Linked DNA regions of Delphinus delphis: region 1 is linked to region 2. A link is a contact called in public Hi-C data. All regions are on one chromosome and are shown on one strand. Each heading gives the region's core, a stretch centred on a gene start, on an enhancer-like site or on the middle of the called end of the contact. The rest is flanking DNA. Distances are from core to core; before and after follow the strand shown.

Region 1 (5,026 bases), core at 1,500-3,999, 500 kb before region 2:
AGGCAACTAATCACATGTTCTTAATTGAACATGTCATAGTCCATCAAAATCTTTCTTGCAATACTAGTACTGGCTTAAATTATACCAACTTGAAAAATTAATGAGTATTACCAGCACTTGGCAAACTGGCTAAGGTAGCATACAGATATTAGAAATAATTTCCCAAAGGTGACAGTTGAAACCCAAGAGACAGGTTCTCTGATGAAAGAGAAAGGAACAGATTGTACAGTCACGAGAACTATAAAGGTATCAAAACAAGCACACTCTCCCTGACATCTCCAGAAACTTCCTTCAGCTTTTAGACCTGTTTTGATAACTCCTTTTTTCTGAGCCTCTGAAAGACACTCTCAGATAGAGGCCAAGAAAAGGAAGAAAAAAAGAGGATAACTAACAAAGATGTAAATACATGGATCTGTATAATGCCAATAGAAACCAAAGGAGAAAAGATTTTTACAAAGTAAAGAGTATTTTATTTTCAAAAAAGTCAAATACTTTGAAAAAGTTAAAGCAGATAAGAATGGAGAAAAGATGACTGAGTTTAACAATTATGAAGTGCTTTTAAAAGAATCAGTAAGAGGTAAGGATGGAAAAATAAAAGGTAAGGAAATGGGTATAAGATTAATGATGTATTTGTACTCATGACAAAATCACAAATCCTCCTTATAATGCCACATTACTCTATCTTATATGGAGCTGAAGATGGGCAAGAAAATCTCATAAAGGGAACAAAACTCAAACTGAGACCCTAAAATAATTTTCATAACAACTTTATGACATCCAAGCATCAGGAAGAGAGGGATAGCGTCTTTTCCATTTTGTATTTCTTTCATTGCTTCCCTATCCCAGTGACTTGTACACAGTCAACAAGTGTTTCTTGGACTCCCATGTGACGAGATTAATTAAATTTATTTCCAATGCAAATGCTGTGCCAGTGAAAAGAGGGGTTTATGTTTTACTTACCAGGGAAGGTACTATCTTCTGGATTAATTGAAGCATTAATGCTTCTTTTCAGGAGGTGATAAACATTTGCTGCTCTTAAGTCTGAAAAAGAAAAAAACAAACTAAGTCAACTGGGTTCAAGAGTTACACAATGTAGATCTATTCCAGTTTCATCATCAGAGATTCTCAAGTACACTATATTGTACATAAAAGAACTACACTCTGTTCAAGTTTTGATATAATAAATCTAAAGCAAGCAGAGAAAATAGGTAAAGCTCCCGGTTTGCACATGCCTGCCAGTTAACACAAATCCAAAATTCCCCCAAAAGAATAATTTTAAACGGAGAAGGAAAATCCTGTTACAATACTCTGTACACAACCCCATACACTTCCTCCTCAAAGCGCCGCTTTATCAAAACAAGCTAAATAAAATGCAATACAGGGCTTCCCTGGTGGCACAGTGTTTGAGAGTCTGCCTGCTGATGAAGGGGACGCGGGTTCGTGCCCCGGTCCGGGAAGATCCCACATGCCGCAGAGCGGCTGGGCCCGTGAGCCATGGCCGCTGAGCCTGTGCGTCCGGAGCCTGTGCTCCGCAATGGGAGAGGCCACAACAGTGAGAGGCCCGCATACCGCAAAAAAGAAAAAAAAACTTAAAAAAAAATGCAATACAGATTCTAGACAGGAGCACCAAAAAGCTGTGCATTCTCAAACGGTCGTAATTGTCTTAAATTTATGATTTGTTTTGTTTTTTTTGCGGTACGCGGGCCTCTCACCGCTGCGGCCCACTCCCGCCGCGGAGCACAGGCTCCGGACGCGCAGGCCCAGCGGCCATGGCCTACGGGCCCAGCCGCTCCGCGGCATGCGGGACTCTCCCGCACCGGGGCACGAACCCGCGTCCCCTGCATCGGCAGGCGGACCCCCAACCACTGCGCCACCAGGGAAGCCCTATAATTTGTTTTTTAACTTAGTTTACGTGTGGAACGTCTCCTCCCGTTAGGATGTAAACTCTAGGAGAGTAAGATCCTTTTCCATCTTGTTCCTTTCTGTATTACCTGCATTTGGAACACAGGAGGCAGAACTACCTATTGAATGCATATATGTCCAAAGAACAGAAATTCCATTTCCAAGGCGTAGGGAATTTATACAGTTAAATATTTACTGTGTCGGAAACTTATGAGCGCTGGAATCTTACATCCACAATTTTGTCCCTATTTTTTCTACGGAGAAAATATTTTTATCAGCCCTTACCAGGTCGATCCCAGATAGAATCACAGCTTCCTGGGACAACTCCATACAGGTCACTCCGGCAGAACTTGATCACAATTTTTTTCTCCTCCCTGCAAGCCGTTCCCGCTCTTTCTCAGCCCAGCGCTTACCTGGCTGTTTCTCGGTACCCTCAGAGGACGAAGCCCCTGGCCCATGCTCCGCCACCGCACTCGCCACCGACGGGACTTTTTCTTCCTCCCAGATCACTAGGAGTAGGTACCGATCCATCTCTCAGGGCTGAGGCCCCGTTTCAGGTCTCTGCTTCCACATCCAAACAGGCCCGCGCTACTGACGCACTTCCGGTTCCTTCTACTTAGGTCGGCTGGAAACTGTGTGCCCTCCATTGGTTTTCCGCAGCTTTTCCAGCAAGCGAGTTACTTTCGGGGGTTATTCTCTCAATAACTAGATCATTTCCTCCCTTCATGACGAAGCTGCTACGGTGGCAAGATTGGAGGAGATGCAGGAAAAGCAGAGAAGCAGACGAGTGCTGGCTTGTCCAGGATCCGACATGTTCGGCTGCATGCGTTTCCCGCCGGGCCCTTGATGCTGCGGGACAGGTCTTGGATCCTGGAAAAAGGACTGTCCTGCTACTGGGGAAACATGTCGAGTTTTTCTAGGGCGCCCCAGGTGAGATCGGACTCTTGTAGCTCGATGGCATTCATTACGCTGACAGAAGGAGGTCGGATTTAGTGAAGCTGAGTAGGATGGGAAGCCGGGTCCTTGGGCCAGGAGATGCTTCGGTGAAGCACAAAGGGTGGTGATTCTGACCACCACTTGCTGTCGTTTTCTTGGTACTCCTACCCTCCCCTTTTCAGCCAACCCCTCTCGTGTTTCTCCCCCCCCCCCCCCCCCCCCCCGCCTCGGGAAGAAGGAGGGAAGGTCAGAGAGGTAATAAGCTGGATCATATAGGGCATTGTAGACTATTGTAAGAGTTTGATTTACTGAGCAAAATAAGGGGAGTAACATGATCTCGCTTAAGTGTTAAAAGGAGCATTCCGACTGCTGAGTCGAGAGTAGACTGTACAGAGATGGGGATTGGTGGAGAAGAGAACCAAAGAATCTGTTTGGAGGCTATTGAAATAATCCCGGCTAGACATGATGGTGGCACAAACCAGACTTAGTAACTGTGTAGTATTGAAAAGTGGTCACGTTCCGTTTTAAGGTGGAGCCAACAGGATTTCCTGCAGGACTGTATGTGCGCCGACAGCAAAAGAAAAAACAAGGATTATTCCAGGGTTTTTTGTTTCAACAACCGGAAGAACGTTCCATCAACTGAGATAGGCAAGGCTGAGATTGAAGCAGATTTCAGGAGGAAGAGCAGGAGTTGGTCTAAGCCGCCTCTTAGTCTAGTCCTGCTCCAAGTGTGATTCCTTCCTTGGACTGTTTGTTACCTGTCCCTAATGAGGTAAATACAGGAAGTAAAATTAAACATTAAAAAACTGTAGCAGGGCTTCCCTGGTGGCGCAGTGGTTGAGAGTCCGCCTATCGATGCAGGGGACACGGGTTCGTGCCCCGGTCCGGGAAGATCCCACATGCCGCGGAGCGGCTGGGCCTGTGAGCCATGGCCGCTGAGCCTGCGCGTCTGGAGCCAGTGCTCCGCAACAAAACTGTAGCAATTTGACATTGTGGCAGTATTGTAATTGTTTTATCAAAAGTTTTGTTTTGTTTTTTCTATCAGGTATTGGTCTGCAGTGGATTGGGGAAAAACTAGTCTTCTGCTGCATATGGTTTAAGAAGCACTGTAGTGTATATGCCAGGTGGGCAATTGAATGCAAGTGTAGAGTTCAGGAAAGAGGTCCAGGCTGGAGATGTAAATTAGGGAATCATAAACATACAAATGGCATTTAAAGTTATGGGTCTGGATGAAGCCTGTGTGGAAATGTGTAAAGAGAAGAGAGGAGGACCAAGAACAGTTCTGGAACATTTCAACATTTCAGAGGCAAGAGAAAGAGAGAACTAGCATGATAGGAAAACAAAACAAAACAAAGCAATAGAGGATGGTGTCCTGGAAATCAAGTGAAGAAAGAATACCCGGGAGAGGGGAATGATCAACTGTGTCAAAGACTTAGAATTGACCAGTGGATTTAGTAATGTGAAGGTCATGGTAAACTTGGCAGGCAGTAGTGTGCTGGTGATGGTGTGGGAAGATAAAAGCCAGGGTGGAGTAGGTTGAAGAGAGAATGAGGAGAGACAAATTAAAGTAAAGACAACTCTTTGCAAGAGTTTGCTACAAAGAAGAGGAAAGAAATGAGGCAGTCGCTGGTAGGGAAGGGAGGTCAGGAGTTTGTTTTTTTTATGGATAATTTTAATCATACATAAAAGTAGATATCACCCAATTTCAAAATCTCACAGCCAATATCATTTAATCTGTACCCCCATTCATTTATTTCTCTTACTTATGAATTTGAGGTAAATCTCAGACTCATATTATTTCATCAGTAAATATTTCAATATGTTCTTTACAAGGTAAGGATTTTTTTAAAAATCCCATTACCATTTATCAAAGCTAAATGGAAATTTAACAGCAATTCCTTAGTATCATCAAATATCCAGTATGTGTTCAAGTTTCCAATTTTCTCACACATATCATGTATATTATATAAATATGTAATATTTTTATGGTTTCTTCCTTTGGATTAGGATCCAAAGTAGCAATAAGTTGCTATTTTTTTTTATGTCTCTCTTAATAATAGGTTCCTTTTCCTGTCTTTTTTTCTTACAGTTTATTGAAGAAACAAGATTGTCCTGTAGACAATTGAATTGAATTTTTTTTTTTTTTTAGTTCATAAGCTGAGAGAGGGAAAGTATGGGCTAGAAGCTT
Region 2 (4,795 bases), core at 1,965-4,464:
AAATGGTTTTTAAAGACAGTGTGAGGAAGAGGGTCATGGGATGTGTAATCAGCTCACATACAACTCTTCTGATTGGGTGGTGGTGGGGTAACTGGGTGGTATTTCAGGAATCAACATCATCAACCTTCTTGTTCCGACTGGTCTGGGGTCTATGTGCTGGTGGTCAGCAGTTAACTTCTTCCACCTGATGGGGTTTTAGTATCGGCAAAACAACTCAAGGATATGCTTTAGGATATTATCTGTAGCCCTTGAGGAGGAACTAAAGGTCCTTGATTTTGTTTTATGGCTAAACTATTATTATTTTGTCTTGCTTGACTGTTTTCCTTTGTTTCTGTATTATCTCACTTCTCTGATTAACTTTGCTCTTTGGAACTAGGGAAAGGCCTAGGAGGCTAAAGTTCATCTGTAAACGAGAAGAGGGGATGGGGGTGTGTGTCTGTCCTTGGAAAGGTCCCACGGGGTCCTGCTCAGCTCCCATCTCATTCACAGGCACCCTTGTAATTACCATATATGTGCATTTAAAAGCTTTATCTTTTAGCTCCTGGGCAAACCTTTTTTCAAACTCCAAGTTCTAGATCCTCACGTGTATATTCTCATAGCAACTCAATCTCAAGTATCAAAGCCAGAACTCATCTGACTCCAAACCTATTCCTACCCTTCCTACAACATGTTGTAAATGAGGGGATGCAGTTGCTCATGCAGGAATCTAGAATTCATCCTTCATTCTTTTCCCTCTCTTACTCTCCATGTCTAATCAAGTAGCCACTGTTGTCCTTTCAATCTCAAAAATTATTTCTCAAGCCCAGCCACCCTCATCAACCATTTAAGATCTTACTAGTCTCCTTCTACACTTGTCTCCCTTCAATCTGTGCCAGGAACTCTTTTTCTCCCTTTTCCCTCCCTTCCTCACTCATGTGTGATTTATTATCTGTCCATTTAAGTTATTTGTCTGTATGTCAGGGTTTTTTTTGTTTGTTTGCCACACCATGAGGCATTCAGTATCTCAGTTCCCTGACCAGGGATTGAACCCGTGCCCCCTGCAGTGGAAGTGCAGAGTCTTAACCACTGGACTGCCAGGAAAGTCTCCATATGTCAAGTTTTGTAATACTGAGGAAAAATATTTTAAATATATTTTATTACACATGTTTAATGCATGTATATGCTCTCAGTGTTAAAATTTATACAGTAAAGAAAAACCAGAAATCCTTTTTGATGTCCCCCTGCACTCCCCTCCTTAGCGGTAAACATTGTCACAACTCATTCATTTATTCACTCATTGAACTGTTCAGCAAATATATATGAAGATCCATTATGTGCTGGGCACTCTGCTTAATGATGACTGAAAACATATCCTAGTGAAGTTTATAGCTTACAGTCTTAGAGAAAAAAAACCCAACCAAACAAACAAACAAAAAAACTCCACATTAAGTAATTACACAAATGTAAATTTACAACTTACTTAAAATCTAGGCATGAGAGGTACCTTTGGCATGAGATATATATTTGACAGGCTTGACCTGATCAGGGAGGTCAGAGAAAGATTTCTGAGAAGAAATCTTGATCCAGGCTTGACCCAGAGTTGAATGATCCAGTGTAGTAGCCACTAGCCACCTGTGATTATTTAAATTTAAATTAACTAAATTAAGTAGAATTTAAAATTCAGGGACTTCCTGGTGGTCCAGTGGGTAACACTCTGAGCTCCCAATGCAGGGGGCCTGGGTTCGATCCCTGGTCAGGGAACTAGATCCCACATGCATGCTGCAACTAAGGGCCTGCATGCCGCAACGAAGATCCTGCATGTCACAACTAAGACCCAGGGCAGCCAAATAAATACATAAATACGAATTAAAAATAAAAGAAAATGCAGTTCCTCATTCACATTATCCACATTCCAAGCAGTCAAAAGCCACCTGTGGTTAGTAGCTACCAAATTGGACTGTGCAGATATAGAATATTTCCAACATCTCAGGAAGTTCTGTCAGACAGTGCTCAGCAAGGACTCTGTGCTTTCACTGTGAGGGCCCGGGTTCAGTCCTTGGTCAGGGAACTAACATCCCACGAGCCACATGGAAAAAAAGTAAAATAAATAAAAGACACGTGCTCAGCAAGAGAAGAACATGCCAGACAAACAGAGGCCCAAATGGTGGGAGGCACCGAAAGATCTTATTGTAAGCCTGTGTGCCTGATGTTAGGAGGAAGCCTTGAAGAGGAAGAGGGAAGCAGTAGTAGATGAGGCGGGATATAGACCTTCCAAATCGCCAGAGGGAAAAAAAATCAAACAAACAAAATCAGTTTAATGAGGGACAGTGAAAAAATAAGCAACAAAACCAAAAATGTTCAATAAATAAAAAAAAAAGAGAAGCAGTCAAATATTTATATTAGATCTAAATTTGCATACCGTGTATGCGAGCCTGTGTAGATCTGCTCGGGGGAAAAATGCTACATTCGGCACAGCCTAAGATCTAGGTTTGGTAGAAGATCTTATCTTGATGTATTAGAAGACACCTTAGAGAAAGCCGAGGGAGCACTTTACACATCCTGTAGTGGTGAGTTTGTCTCCCCAGGACTCTGCAGCGCCTTGCCTACCTCAGGAAGGTGCTTTCCTCTTGACACGGGGTCTCAGCCCCTCACCTGCCACCCAGCCCAGACTAGGTACTCAACGAATGGATGGATCTAGTCCGAGCCATAGATTCCCAGATATAATGAGTGGTCCCCAGACCCAAAGAAGTGAGATGTCCTGTGCAATTCTACCAGGACCTCACTGCCGGTCCAAGGTGTTTGCACAAACTCGGTGCGGTATTTTTCGAGCCGTAATAGACGAGACTGGAGTCAGACTTTACTACCTCCTGGCTGTGCCACCTGGGGTAAGGAGTTTGCTTCCTCATTTGCAGAACGGTATTTAAAAGGGTCCACTTCACAGGGCTGTGGTGAAGGATTCATGAAATTATGCATGCAAAGTGCTTATTGCAAGACCTGCCACTGGCGGAAGACGCGACTATTTTGATGGCGAGGAAATGGGGGTATTGGCAGGAAACAGGGCGGGGAGGAGGGCAGCGGAAGCGGTGCAGGAAGGTTCTACGTGGCGCCCCGCGGGGTCGCAGCTCAGCTCCCGCCAGCTTCCGCCGAGAGCTCCCCGCGGAGCCCGGGTTTCCTTCCAGCAGCCGCTGCTCGGCCTGGGGTGACCCGGCAGTCCTCCGCGGAGCACGAGTCCGGGAAGCTTTCGGACTCTCTCGGGGACGCCCCCGCGGCACGCTCCGCCCCGGAAACACGCCCCCAGCCGCCTAGGCGCGCTTTTAAAACAGGCACTGTTCTATTTCTTGTTTCGCCGGGTCGCGGCCTCCCGGGGAGCTTTGTTCTCCTGTCTTAAACCTGCGGCCCCTCGCGCACTGCGGAACCCCTCCCGACCCCGCGCAGCGATGAGGAGGACCCGCGACGAGGTGGACGCGACCCTGCAGATCGCCAAGCTGAACGCGGCCGAGCTGCTGCCCACCGTGCACTGCCTGGCCTTCGGCCCCGGGGCCAGCGCAGCCGCCGGCGACTTCTGCCTGCTCGAGTTGGAGCCCGCGCTGTGCCAGCAGCTTGAGGCAGGACACAGGTGAGCCGGGGCCGGGACCTGCCGCCTCCAGCCTCGTGCTATCCACCTTCTGATTTTCCTGCGGGGAAACACAGGATGGGGAAACTGGGCCAGAGAGGTGCATTGATTTGACCAGGTCCCTCGCAGCAGGCCGGTGACCTGATCCCCAGCTGGCTACCTTTTCCCGAGGAGTCCGCGCCACTGTTAATCCGTCCAGTTAGCTGGACTAGTCCGGCTGGTCTTGGAGGCCTCTGTCAGCGAAAACAAGTCCGGAAATAGAGTCTCGGGGAAGTTTTGGAGATGTTAACAGTGAGGCCAGGCACTACACAGAACGCTTTGCCATTCTATCTTAAAGTCCATTGGTAATATCCAGTATTTATGGAGTTCCTCTTGCCTGCTACTTATATGTATTTTACTCAGTAGATAGGACTGGGGGGGAATAAGTGTAAAGCTGTTTTTACAGACTTGGTAATTGTGGAAGGCCCTCAAAAAACAAACTTGCTTGGGGTCACTCAGTCGGGATCGGAAGCTGTTTTCTAATTCTAGGTCAGCTACGCATTTGCTGCAAGACCATGGGTTGAAAACAGAGGAGGGCTTCCCTGGTGGCGCAGTGGTTGAGGGTCTGCCTGCCAATGCAGGGGACACGGGTTCGTGCCCCGGTCCGGGAGGATCCCACATGCCGCGGAGCGGCTGGGCCCGTGAGCCATGGCCGCTGGGTCTGCGCGTCCGGAGCCTGTGCTCTGAAACGGGGGAGGCCACGTCAGTGAGAGGCCCGCGTACCGCAAAAACAAAACAAAACAAAGCAAAAACAGAAGTCCGTTCTCTCAACTTTGTGCAGTCCCTGGAAATGAGGGAAATGAGGAGTTAGGGGCTCTGGTTTAATTCTGTTCTGCTCTGTTGTTCCTCCCACACCTGTATTTTATTAGGTATCGTTTGTTCTCTTTTATGTTTTTTTAATTGAATCCTTCAGGCTTTCACTTTGCCTACTTTACTCATCTAGCCGTGTTATAGTTAACTGGCCAGTCTTCAGATGCTAGCAATAACGTATCTTTAAGGGAACTGAAGGAGAACGTCACTCATGGGTTTTCATCCCAGCTGAGTTGGCAGGAATTTGAGAAAAGACTTCAGGTGCGAGGACCTTCTTTGTACAGTTATAGTTAATCTAGCTGACAAAAACCAGAATGAAAATGTGTGTTTTAATTTTTTTTTTTTTTTTTGTAG

What was found. Hi-C and Micro-C count contacts between places; a contact is called where the count stands out from the background.
Region 1: a contact with region 2 is called in a Hi-C map of lung, with 4 times the contacts expected there. The contact joins the promoter of MRPL13 here to the promoter of DSCC1 in region 2. A contact is called at or near these places in 2 of 3 Hi-C or Micro-C datasets (lung and muscle).

Annotation. Positions count from the first base shown.
Region 1 is chr17:62,287,627-62,292,652 of mDelDel1.2, reverse strand. MRPL13 (mitochondrial ribosomal protein L13) reads left to right here and starts at 2,749. Exons shown (of 7, transcript XM_060035298.1): 1 at 2,749-2,832. The coding sequence starts at 2,749. MTBP (MDM2 binding protein) reads right to left here and starts at 2,460. Exons shown (of 22, transcript XM_059995129.1): 1 at 2,316-2,460; 2 at 961-1,041. The coding sequence starts at 2,433.
Region 2 is chr17:61,791,308-61,796,102 of mDelDel1.2, reverse strand. DSCC1 (DNA replication and sister chromatid cohesion 1) reads left to right here and starts at 3,214. Exons shown (of 9, transcript XM_060035297.1): 1 at 3,214-3,595. The coding sequence starts at 3,417.